Regions from separate parts of the Mus musculus genome. Here region 2 is linked to region 1. A link is a contact called in public Hi-C data. All regions are on one chromosome and are shown on one strand. The core of a region is the stretch at or near the end of the contact, and the rest is flanking DNA. Distances in the headings are between cores, read along the strand shown.

Evidence for each region. Hi-C and Micro-C count contacts between places; a contact is called where the count stands out from the background.
Region 2: a Hi-C map of muscle stem cells shows a contact between it and region 1, with 5 times the contacts expected there. The contact joins two enhancer-like sites. A contact is called at or near these places in 2 of 484 Hi-C or Micro-C datasets (embryonic stem cells and muscle stem cells) and 1 of 115 datasets of contacts at active chromatin or transcription factors (astrocytes).

What each region holds. Positions count from the first base shown.
Region 1 is chr12:5,173,259-5,179,880 of GRCm38.p6, forward strand. The region is part of intron 3 of Klhl29 (kelch-like 29); the gene reads right to left. Among named protein-coding and RNA genes, the nearest start is that of Gm51980, 110 kb to the right of the region's middle. Within about 2 kb of position 3,648, at least 49 of the 459 cell types and tissues checked have an H3K27ac peak or open chromatin away from gene starts, as enhancers often do. A contact at or near this core is called in muscle stem cells, where this site is marked.
Region 2 is chr12:5,755,454-5,762,075 of GRCm38.p6, forward strand. All of the region lies in intron 2 of Gm9548 (a long non-coding RNA gene), which reads left to right. Among named protein-coding and RNA genes, the nearest start is that of Gm9548, 18 kb to the left of the region's middle. Within about 2 kb of position 2,483, at least 20 of the 459 cell types and tissues checked have an H3K27ac peak or open chromatin away from gene starts, as enhancers often do. A contact at or near this core is called in muscle stem cells, where this site is marked.

The DNA.
Region 1 (6,622 bases), core at 2,398-4,897:
GAATGGTGTGACACCATCAATGTCTCTGTGCTGAAAACCAAATCCCAGTGGGAAGGAATTAGGAGGTGGGGTGTCTGGGGCCATGAGAGTAGAGACTTTATAACGGGACTAGTGTCCTTACAAGGGGCTTGAGAGTCCAAAAGCCACCACTTCTGCTAAGGGACATCAGAGAAAGGACAATATCCATGAACCAGTAAATAGCCCTTACAGACACCAAGCCTTTTAACTGGCATCTTGACCTTGGGCATTTATATTGTTTGGGAGCCACCTAGTTTATGGGCTTCTGTTATAGCAACTACAAGAGACTTAGACAAACCCTTAGGACTTTGGGGAGCTTGAAAGGCACTAGGATAGTGCTGGCCCCTGGGGTCAGCTCAGCGGGTGCCAGGCTACTGTTTTTGCTGACATGCTGCCCATAGTTGCCTGCTTACTACCCACCCATACTCCTAGAAAAGATTCTCTCCTTCCTCTGCTCTCCCTTCAGTTTAGCTTCAGAAGAACAACTCTGATAAAACCAATGCATACCGAGCTGTGAATGATTTGTTTCCTCTGGAGGTTAAAACTGCTAATTGCGTTTTATAAGAAAAGGAATTTCATAAAGAGAACATTTAATTGTTAAATTGGTCAGGATGAATACAGAATTTTGGGCATTTCCCTCAAGATGCTTGCAGGCAGTACCTAACACTGGGCTCAGATCTACTGGCTATGGGGAATTGAGACTCATCTGGCAGAAAAGGCAGAGGCAGAGGGAGCCACAGGAAAGGCAGTCACAGTCACACAAGAGACCTTCAGAAAATGACATCAAGAGGCTTCTTCCCCTCCATCAAGGCTGAGCAGCGACAGGATTCCCAGCTTCCCGAACACCTGCTCTGTGCAATGCCCCGTTCTGACAGGGAGGGCGGCCTCTGTCTGCAGCACACATGTGTCTAAAGACTATCTGGGGAACAGGAATGCATCTCAGTGGTAGAAGACCCACTTAGCAGAAGTCTTGGGGTTCAATCTCCAGGATCTATAAAAAGGGGAGGCATGGGTGGGGAGATATCTCAATCTAATGAGTAATTATTTCACAAGCTCAAGGATTCCAGTTTGATTCTCAGATCCCACATAAAAGGCTGGGCATTGGGCACAGGCTGGTCAGCCTAGTGCTGGGGAATTGGAGCCATGTAGCTCTCTGGGGTTTTATGGCTAGGCAGTGTGGTTTACCTGGCAAGCTTCAGATCAGGGAGAGACCATGTCTCCCAACAAAGGGACTGTCCCTAAGCAATGGCACCCGAGGTTGCACTCTGACCTCTACACGTACAAGCTCACACATGTGCACGTATGATGTCACAGATATGCACAGCTGTGCACACCCACATAAAAGAATGTTTTGGAACCAGCCATTCTCTCTTTCCTCCCCTCCCCCATCACAGGTTGGCTCTCACTCCCGTATACTCAATTTTTTTCTTTTGTGAAAGGTTTGCGGTTTGCTGAAGATGGGGAAGGCTCTGCAATGCTATAGTACCAAGGAGGCAGAGGTTTGTATATAACTCCTACTTTCATTATAATCCTCTTTCTTCAGGCCCAGAGGCTAGGATATGTGTCAATTTTCATGGGCAGTTTAATCAGTAAGGATTTACATGCTCTGCAAATAGGACTGAAACAGAAACTGGAGGGAGGAAGGAACAGGATGCTTTCATCCTGTCCGTCACAACACAGCCTCTGACAGGGATCCAGGGCTCCTCCCTGGTTTGTGGAGGTCTGGCCTGGCTCTCTGGGGTCCACCTAGCAATGACAATAAACCGAGAGTAGGAGTCATCCAATGAAGACATTATGCTGCCCTCCATATGCTGGGGACTTACTTCAGGGCCGTATAGAGCAGCAGTCTGAGAGACGAGAGAACAGGGGCGAGTGAGTCAACGAGGTGCTTAGCTAACCAACCCTCAGGTCCTTCTCCATCAGCAAGGCCTGGGCTTTGCCCTCTTATTGGTGAGAAGGCATTTACTCACTAGGCCATGATGGGCACCTGAGTGAGGACAGAAGGCATGCAGGAGTCATGGCGGCCAGCCATGGAGTACAGTAGAGGCTGCCTGGGAGAGAAGAGTGGTGCCCTGGAGCAGCAAAGGCCTGGAGTGGAATTTATACCGAGTTCTATGCCCTTGGGTGTTGTTCCCACTTCCGTTTCTTGCTCTTATATATATATATATATGAACATTAGCCAAAATGCCCCCAAGTCATTGGGCTTTCTATTTGGCAGATGGACATCAACTCCCAGGGCCTGGGACCTCAGGGTACATTCAGTGTCAGAACGAGAGGGAACAGGTCCCTGTGTCCACCTCCAGGGCTCCTGCTGCTGCCTGCAAGGGATGCTGTCTCCCGTGAAATCTGCCACTTTTATCACATCACTTCTTTTCTCCGGTGACACTCATGTCCCAGTGGGACCACTTATCAGCAAGGTCTGCTCCCAGCAGCACCTGCCTCAGTCTTAAAGCAGAAATTATCTCCAACTATGCACGCATCCTTGGTATCGGGCACTTCATGTTGGATAGCCACGGAATCCCCTCTGGGGCTATACCAGCCCTTGGGTATTAAGGACCTGGCCACATTAGGACTATCCTTCACACGCCCAGGCCTGAGCCCATGGAACTGACTTCATGGATCAGCAGCTACCTCCTTATAAGTCCCTTGGATACCTCTAGGCATAGTCCTTCAGGATGGATGACAGGGACAATGTGAGGTGGCCAAGGAGAATCCTGAAGCGTCTGTGCTTAGCTCTGTGATGAACCAAGGGTACACCTTTTCCTCTAGACTGGGTTTGGAGCTGCATCATATCAAGACAGGGATGGCCACAGTGATCCCTTGCCTGGAAGTGGATTTCCGACTCAGTTCATAGCTTCTGTGAGTGTCAGCAGCAGGGCCAGCAGCAACAGAGGAGACAGTCTCTCCGCTTGGCTCTTCTACCTCTCTCTCAAAAATCAGCTCTTTCAGAGTTCTTGTTCTAAATGCCCAGTGCCATCCGAGAGGCCTGGACTCAGATCCCACCTGTACATCAAAGATGGGCTAGAAGATTCCAGGCTCCTCAAGTTCTGGGGTTCAATATACTTATCCCTAGATGCAATGGTCAAAGCCTGCTAGAGGTCCCTGAGAACTCAATGGTCCTGTGCCAGGCTGTTTGAATAGACACTCTCTGCCCCAGACTGCAGGACGCAGATAACAAAGCTCTTTGGTGGCTGGTGAGAGGAGCTGGTCTGGCCAATCCCAACGGGACAAGTAGAACTTACTGGCAGACGCCTCACCTCTGGCAGATTTCTTGGCCCCATTAGCCATAGAAATGGCCGTAGGCTGGGTATAACCCACTCTTCTAGCGCCCTGAGAATTATAGCCAGCTTTCTGCGACCTTGGACCTGCTCTCTCAATCCTTTGTTGAAGCCTTGAGGGGAGGGATTCAGTCACCACCTTGAGGAAAGGCACTGTCTTGATCTGTGACCCTATCTGATTCCTTACAATCAGGGCAGACATAGGGGCAGCTGTCTCCATACACAGTCCCTAATTCCAGCTTGGCAAAAGCTGCACTGCCTTCCTCAGAAATCACAGAGCTCCAGCCACTGCAGCATTGCTGGCAAGCCCACGCTGGTCCCGGCTGGGAAGATAGCTCTCAATTACCAGCCGTTCTGAGTCAATGGATTGCCCCATCCTTGGCCACCCAGCTGAGCCCGGGAACCCAATGAGTCCTAGCCTCATATGCTTCCCTTCAGGAATCAGACCACTGGGAGGAAAGAACCCAGCATCTAAATAAACATATTCACCTAGCATGGCTGTCTTGAGAGGTTCTTTTCCTTTGAGTCATAGCTCTCTGACTTTCTTACTTTTCTGGCAGCTTAGTGACCTCACATGGGATCCAGGGCAACAGGAGGTTGGGGGAGGGCGGGCATGGTAGGTTGGGTGGACTCTGACTCAGGAACAGCCTTCAGCTGTCCAGAACAGGGAGTCTTCAGGAGGCCATGAGCAGCTTGGCCACTGCTGTTACTAAGAAAAGCCCAAGGATAAAGACAGCTCATGCCTGCCTGCATTGCAGAGGCCCTGAGGCTGGGGAGAGTAGGAGGTCCCTGAGACTTGGGGAGGAAAGTCAGGTCTCACTGACTGGGTGTGTACAGCTGTCCCCTAGTTTATCAGGATAAAGAGGCCCTGGGCTCTGGCTGCTTTTGATTATGGGGAGGTAGGATATAGGCTAGCAAGCCTCTGGGACCCCTAGAATAGAAAAGGGGCATTTGTTTGCCCAGGTACAGAGGACTATGAACATACTTGGAATCCCTTTACTTAACTGTGTGTGTGTTTTCCTGAGATGTTAGTCATGGTCACTGGATTCTGCATTCTCTACTCTAGAAATGTATCCTTCTCTGGTTGCATGGTCTTGACCTTGATAGCTTCTTGCAGTGCTTTATATGGAAGCAGTAGCGATTAACTGAACCCCATATATGTTCTAGACTCTGGAAGACTTGGAGTTCAAGAGGCATGATCCCATGGAAAAATGACTCTGGGTCTCATCAGGTTAGACCAAGTCAGCTAGCGTGGTAGGTGTGCGTGAGAAGCTAACTCATGAGATGCTTTAGTGAGAAGGTACACTCAGGCTTTCTCTTCCTCGTCTCAGAGTCCAGAGTGTACCCATATAGTCTCCTCCGTTCTTCCAGAACCACTGAAGGTGGAAGGCAATCACAAGGTAGGGAAAGAGGGTCAGCTTTCACAGGCTCCAGCTGGGTCTTCAACTCCCACCGTGGGGCCGAAAGTGGTCCCTAAGGAGTATCTGCTCTCATCTTAGGCAGGGACCTAAGGATCCATCAACATCCCAAACATGGCTTATTATAACCCCAAACATGCATGCTTTCCTATGGCAAACACAGATTAGGGAGCTGGAATATATATATATATATATATATATACATACATATACACACATATATAAAATATATGCCAATATGCCATTTCTGAGTGGGACTTTCCTCTCTTACAGCCCCACAGATGACTTCAACTCCTATAACTACCATTAGCAAGTCATTCATATATAAATTCACACACCCAGAGCACACGCATTGAATGCAGATATTCAGTTATCAAGGCTGCTATCCTCTTATCCAAAGTCCATTTAATGAACAAAACTTGTATTCCCATTTGCTGAACTCCTCAATGGTTCCAGATGTTCAATGTGCTTTAGGCCTGTTGATATTACCATTCTTTCTCTTCCTCCTCCTCCTCCTCCTCTTCCTCCTCCTCCTCTTCCTCTTCTTCCTCCTCTTCCTCCTCCTCCTCCTCCTCCTCCTCCTCCTCCCCAGTTCCTCCTCCTTCCCCCTCCCCGTCCCCCACCCTCTCCTCTCTCTGTGTTAGTGTTCACAGGTCACTGTAGCTTATTGAGTGGTTAAGGGGTTTGCACAGACTCCAGTCTGAACTCTTCTCAATTTGCATACTTGCTTGCTATAGGTTAACTTCTCTAGGGTTCAGTGTTCTCAGCTGTAAAATGGGGTAATGCTATCTACATTAGGATTGTTGTGAGCTTCAACAAGATGCCGAGAAGCGCTTACAGAAGCTTTGGATCCACTGTGGGCAAACAGTGATGGCCACCACATAGTCATTTATATTCTCAGTAGAGATGGCTAGGGGCATTGGTGACTTTTACTAGTTGACTTAGAGCAGAAAGCAGACCTGAAGGTGGGCGGACTTCACAGGAGCCATGTCTTTCTCTGTCCTCCTTCGAGAAGCTTCCTTTTCTCTGTGCAGAAGTCTCTCATCCAGAGAACACTTTACTTAAGAATGATCCCACACAGCTTACCTTGGATTCAAGAGAGGCTATTTAACCCAACTGCACAACAGCCAGGCTGAGGGCTGGAATAGGACCTCCTCATTTGAAAGGCCCTGTAGCCTGACAGCAGGGTGTGGAGGTTCAGCCTTGATATTTGGCTAACAAAGATGCTCATTAGACCAGAGAACTAAGCTGTGAGCTCAGGTTGGAAGATCAAGGCATTTTAGCTCGGGGAGAGGAGTCCTTAAACCTGTAATGCGCTCACTCTCTCTCCACCCCATGCTTTCCCAATGATGTTAGTTAATATGGGCAGTCTGAATAACCTTGTTTCCTCCTTACATCCATGCCTATAAAAGGATGCTATGTTATCCCAATTGCCCATAATTCATCACGCCAAATTCCTCTCCATCTGGAGGCTTATACAACTGTTGAAAAGTTGTCACTATAACCTATTGTCATTGCAACCTTTTATGAACCAGCCTACATTTTTATGTCAAAAATTTATCTTAATGGCCTCACAGCTCTTACCTCCAATTATTCCAGTGTCATCGACCTCCAGCTCAGGCTGCATTCCAGCTAAGATGTGAGAACAAATTCCCTCTTCAGCTCTCCCCTAACCCTGCACTTAAAATAGGAGGAAACCTCTGGGTGAGCATGATGCCTTGCCTGAAGTGGTACACGCGTGCAGAATGTACGAGGGAAAGGCATCTGTGGGGGACCCAAAAGGCAGGCCATGGAATGAGGCACCTGGGTAGCTAAGGGTTAATACAGAGCTATGCTAGGCAGTTGCCACGTGGGGGAAAGCACAAAGGAGGGATATGGAACCTAGATGCCAGGCACAGAGGCCAGGAT
Region 2 (6,622 bases), core at 1,233-3,732, 580 kb after region 1:
TTATTGTGCTGCTCTGAATGCTTATGTATCATCTCTTCCTCTCTGCCCAACCCCGTTTTGGGCAAGTGCATCCTGAAGAGTAGAATCACTGACTCATATGGTAAGTCTATGTTTAGTTTTTTAGGAACCACTGTGTCTTACACTGTGACTATGACATTTTCCCTTTCTCAACAGAAAGCCTTACTTATTTTATTTCATGCTTCTCCTTTGCAAAGGAAATGATTGTATCCTATGTCCATACTAGATGCTCTGTGAGTTACCTGTACAGTTTTACCCAGCCTTAAACCGTATAACTTCTAATATACTACCTTATTATTTGTTCATTTATTCATAGCTGCACTGAGTTGTCAGCAGTACATTTTTATAACTAATAATTCTAGCTCTGGATTAAAATACATGGATCCAAGTTCTAGATTTGTATATTTGCTGGCATATGAGTTATTCTGAGAAGCAGGTTGAGATGGAATCTATACTAGTTTGGCCTCACCCTGACCTTCTATGTCAGTGGTTCACAACCTTTCTAATGTTGTGACCCTTTAATACAATTCTTCATGTTGTGGTGACCTCCAACCATAAAATTATTTCATTGCTACTTCATAACTGTAATTTTGCTACTGTTATAAATCATGACATAAATATCTGATATTCAGGATATCTGATATGGGACCCCCGTGAAAGGGTTGTTGAACCTCCAAAGGGGTTGTAACCTGAATCCTGATCATTATTATATATTCCATTACTCTTTTTTAATCCCTATTTTCCTTTAGACATCTGTTTCTGCCTTTTTTTGTCCCATGAGTCTGACTTACGTCACATAGCATAATGATCTATAGTTCCATTCATTTCCCCATGAGCATCATAATTCCATTCTTCGTTTCTGTTGAATGAAAATTCCCTTGCACGTGTATACCACAGTTACTTTATCTCTTCAGCTCTTGGCGGGCATCTTGGCTGGTTCCTTATCTTGGTTATTGTAAATAGTGCTGCAATAAACATCAATGTGCAAGTGTTTCTGTGTTACGTTGTCTTAGAATTCTTCAGACACATGTTCATTAGTCATATAGGTGGTCACACGATAGCTTTACTTTTAGGTTTTTGAGCAATTCCCATATTGCTTCCCAAAGTAGTTGCCTGTGACTCTTTGTTACAGTTCCTCATGTTATGGCGAGCCTCCAACAGTAATACTATTTCATTGCTACTTTATAACTGTAATTTTCTGGTTGTTAGAGGGGTTTGTGGTAGATAGATGTCAAGGGAGTCTTGCAACCCATACCCCTACCTGCACAGCACTACACAGATTCCTGTTCAAATCAAGCTACCCTTTATGTCAGTTTCATAGCTCCTGATTGGCCCCCTCGCTGCTCCCTGTATGGGGGCCAAACACCTGCTGGAATTAGAGTCAGTGATGTTATGGAGCCTGAGCTGGTTTTAGGTGCAAGTGTTGTAAGCTAACCCTATTGTCTGAATGAACGTTTCGGGGAAACCTCTATTTATCTTCTTGTGCTTATGTGTGGTTGGAGTTGCATATGATTAAAATCAGACACATCATGGCAAAGGATTGGTGCTGTGAACAAAGGCTTATCTAATCCTGGTGTGTCAATCCTAACAGAAAACCACCTGTCCTCACTACTACCAACCATCTCTGCCTCCATCTGGACCACGAAGGGTTTCTGAATAAACCCCTTTATAGCTTTGTTATTTGTGTATATTTCTCAAATATGTCTTTAATTCAACAAGACACCAAGAACTACAACCAGCTGTTGCAATTCCCAAGTCTACTAGGCAATAGTGGAGAGTGTGTCCCTTTATCCAGAGCTCTTTTTACCTTAGTCAGGGCGTGAAGAGGTGTGAGACACCTCAGACATCAAGACTGTCACATGCAGCTCCCTGGACACTTGAGAGAGCCGAAGTTCTTGGTCTTGCTGGGGCCAGCAACCATTTCTGTGTTTACTGAGGCTTCCCCAGTTTGGAGAGGTGCAGCTGTCCTCCACCCTCATGGCAAATGTAGAATTCCTCCCCTGTGTCTAATTCAGAGCACTGTGAATGAAGAGAGATCCCAGAATGAGGAGTTGGTGGGTAGGGCCGAAGAACAGAGGGTCTGGCCCTGGTGAGACAATTCGACTTTATTAATTTGTTTCTCTTGGCCTTGGCCACTTAATCGGAGAGGATGAGTAAATTCAAAGATCTTGCACAAGCCCAACAGCTTCTACAACTGTATAAATAGTTATGCCAAGATATTTTTAGTTTCCCCCCTCTCTCCACGTGGCCATGGCTGGCCCCCATTTCTCTACTCTCTCCTTCTCTCTGCCTTTCTCTGCCTCTGCTACACTCTTAACTCCCCTCCCCATTCTCTGAATAAACTCTATTCTATACTAAAAAAAAAAAAAAAGATATTTTTAAACGAATACTTCTCAGATGACTAAGCTTATAATTCCATCAACACAGGGAAGATCTTGGATGCTGCTGTATCCTGGGCGGTTCCCTGCCCACTTAGCCATTGCTCATTTGGTTGTGTACTAAATGCCTCAGATGTCAGAGCTTTCATTTATTCACACCCTGGTTTGGCCATGACCAACTCCCCCCTTGGGACTTTAGAAGCCTCCAAATTTCCTAGGGTGGAGAAGAGAGAAGTATGTACTAGAGACCATGAAATGTTTTTCCAGAAAAACAGCTAGAGGCACTTTTCTACCATTTGTGCTTATAGAAAGAGGACAAGAGAAGTTCTTCTTAGAAAGCATATGGCATGGCCCCTATATTCAAAGTCCCATAAGCCTACTTAGGAATCCAGGGCCTACAGGAAAGAGCTGGCCCATTGGCCTCTTCCTGGGAGTCCTACATGTCGAAGGGAAGCTGCAGAGCTCTAGAATGAAATGAATGCTGTCCTTTCTTCCTTTCTTTCTCCCCCTTTCTTTTTCCCTTTGTGTGTTCTGAAACTCTCCCACTATGTAGCCAAGGCTAGCCTCAAACTCATGATTCTCTCCCTAAGCACTGGGTTTGAACAAATTTTCTTTTCTTTTTCTTTTTCTTTTTCTTCTTCTTCTTTTTTTTTTTTTTTTTTTTTTTTTTTTTGGTTTTTCGAGACAGAGTTTCTCTGTGTAGCCCTGGCTGTCCTGGAACTCACTTTGTAGACCAAGCTGGCCTCGAACTCAGAAATCTGCCTGCCTCTGCCTCCCAAGTGCTGGGATTAAAGACATGTGCCACCACGCCCGGCCCAAGAATATTTTTCGTAGCTGAACTAATATTATATTACAAGAAGAAAACACCTTGCCATATGGGTCACACACACACAAGAAAAAAACCAGTCCTTGTTTCTGTGGAGGGCACAGGGAGGAGTGGAAAGGGTAGAAGTAACTTATAGAGGACAATGGGGCAAACTGGGCATTTGGGAATCTATGGGTAGTTAGTTCACCTTTGTTAGGTAAAGGGCCTGGTTCTGGGTTGTGGACCAAAAGCCCAAGAAAAGCCGTTAGGAGCAAATAAAATATTGAAACCAGACCTTGTGAGGGGCTGGGGTTGGGGAGCATAGACAAGCAGCAGGCAGATAGAGCCAGGCCTCACTGACAGGAAGCTTTCTCCACTTGTTGCTCTCAGGCTCCTGTTTGCAGAGCAGCCTCAGGCTCTTCACTCAGGAAATTGTCACTTCAAGTCAAGAACTAGGAGAACGACAAATTCTCAGGAGAAACCTGTGACTTTTCCTAAGTGTTGTTGGCAGAGTGGGAGGAAGGGAACTTGACAGGTGATATTTGGGGCTTTGGGACAAACAGCTTCGTTTTCATACTGCTACAGGGCATTGGGAGGTCCTGGGATGCTTAATTGCACCCTACATAGTTTTATGGGAGGCGCTGAGGTCACCCACAGCCTGGTGGCGACAGGTGTGTCTCCAGCAATGCCTGATGATGTTTGCTATTTATTTCTGAAGAGGACTTGAGGCAGGCTGTGTCGGAAAAGAGATGCCCTTTAAATGGAATCATTACAAAGGCAATTAGGGACTGGGTGGAAAATACACAAGTAATCTCAGGTGAGGATGGCTCTTTCAGTAAGCATGGAAGGAGAGCTCTGAGCCTCCTGGCTGCCAGAGAAAGCGATGGTTTCTATTCCATGCTGCTGGAGAGCCTGACACCCAGGCAACTGGGCAAGCAGTACATGATGCACCCAAATGAAGTAACAGCAGCGCTTCTGCAAGCATTTAGACAGGCTGCATACAGCTTGTCTGCTCTTTTAGAGTCACATTTTCTTTGGCAGACATAAACAGATGTGTCTCTGAAAGTGATAGAGGGTGACGAATTTAAGGTTTGCTTGTAGCATATTTTAGGAAGTAGGAGAGTGCTTTGCTGTCTAAGCTTCCCTCTCTTGGCCCACCCTCTATCTCAGCTCCTCACTGCAGGAGGGATTCCAGTCCTTCCTGCATACCAGGCTCCCTAAGGAAGCATCCTTCTCTTGGGACCCCAAGACCCCACCACTCAGAACCTTTCTAGGAAGGCTTCTGATGAGCCCACTTTTTGCCCAAAGTCAGAAGGCCTTTGGGATGCGCTGGAAGCCTTCTCTCCTTTGTAAAACAAGCTGAAGAAAGTTACAGAGGAGAGATTCTGAGCAGCAACCTGTTGAACAGAGGAAAATGAAGCCTTAGCTGAAGGATGATCAGGTCTTGTTTGCAGCTGCCTTGGTGGAAACACACATCTGCTGTCTGGATTGTGGCAGACATAGAAAAACATCCTTCAAACAGCTAAGATTCTGACTCTGAATACATTTGTGAGCTGTTCAAGCACTGGGGGGTGGGGGTGGGAGTGAGGACAAGGGGTGGGGAGGGAGAGGGGGCCTTGGTTACAGTGTGATGAATCCTGCCCTTTCCAAAGCATGTGCCAGTGGTGCAGCACACCCAAAGACGCTATCAGGTAAGACTCAAAGCACCATCAAAACACTGCAGACACATTGTTGCAAGAGTGTGTTTATCTTAGGGTGGGGAAAAGAGCGCAAATAAGGATCTGAGGAACTCAAGAGTATCAGCTCCCTCCCTCTTCTGTTCATCATCAGTGGCTTGTGACTTTAGGAAAGGAGTTGAAAGGGCTGGACACCATCTAACCAGGTGCATCAAAGACTGAAGCTCCACTGAGGGGCTCAGTGGAGCCTCTCCTCATCCAGAGATGAGATGGGACTGGCAGGTTGGGTGTATGGTTCTGGGGATAGAACCTAGAGCCTCCTGCATGCAAGGGATACACTCTACTAACTAAGCCATACCCACAGCCCCAAGACTGTATCTTTTAAAGGCTAGCATTTGGAAAAGAGACTTTGAAAGAATTTTTTTTAAATTTTATTTTATGTTTTCACTGTAGGGAAATCAAGGGGTATAGATGGCTAAATGCAATTAAAGGCAAATATCTCCATGAGCATTGACATAGACTTTTATTCTCCTCCAGTACACCCAGATTTTCTATATGAATTTGTTAAGACTGGAATTTGGAATTCCAACTTAGAATTTACAGAGCAGGCATGATATCTGGGAAGGGCTCTTCCTCTTGACAGTTGTGAAGGGAGAAACCATTCAAAGAATTTCTTCTTGGCTTGCAAGGGGCTGTTTCTTCCCTGTCTTCACACAGCTATTTTTTCTCTGATACATATATACATTTGTTTTGTTTCTATAGCCAGTTTTTCTTTAAAAATAAGATCAGAGATCATGTTCGATTAAGACACTCTAAAGACCTCATTGTAGCCTGATAACATCTATAAACATCTTAATATGAACTTATATTCTAAAGTACTAGGGGTCAGGGATTCAAAATATGTTCAGGATGAGGAAAAAAATTCAACTCATAACATTAGCTAAAAGCAAAGGCTCCATGCTTGGTAGCCAGAGACTCCAGCTTGGATCCTTCCAGCAACTGGCCACCTTACTCTGGCTGAGTCTGGGGTTTATGTGTTTCAGATAGTGGTAAGGGTAACTTACTTTGGAGGACCATCCAGATCTCTACCCATTTTTTAGAATTTGAAGGCCCCACCAGTTTTGATAGGTCACTGGCTGATAATTGGAGAGCCATTCCAAATGTAAGTCTCAGATGGAGGTACAGATACTTTCGTGTAGAGATATTTGTGCTTGCGGTACTCCTTCCGTTGTACCATCAGGCTTTCAGGAATGGACAACCACTTTCCACTGTCCCAGAAGAGTCTTCTCTTTCTCCTACCTTCTGCCTGCAATCCCACTGTTTGGAGAAATAGCCCTATTTTAGCTACAGTGCAATGTTTTTTAAGATCCTAAAAATCCCATGAAACAATAATTTTGGGTGAGATAGCCAAGAAATTCAGTGAGTTTTAGAACTATTTATGGTATTTCCTAAAAACAAACCAACTTTTACCTTTTATGGGAATATATATTTTCAACTGGGAAAGTTTGCCCTTTTCCCTTCTTCTTTCTTCTTCCTCTACTCTAATTCTTAGAATAGACTGGCAGAAATTATACCCAGTAGAAGCCTTTGTGCATGTCTGCCTTCTGACTTAGTCCCGGTAGTCTTTGCAGGATGGCTTTGTTTTTGTTAAATTGTAGAGTTTAAATGTTGATCCATTTCAGCAGAACACTGAATCTATCCATCAGCATATAATTGCATTAATATTAATTCTCATTTCAATGAGA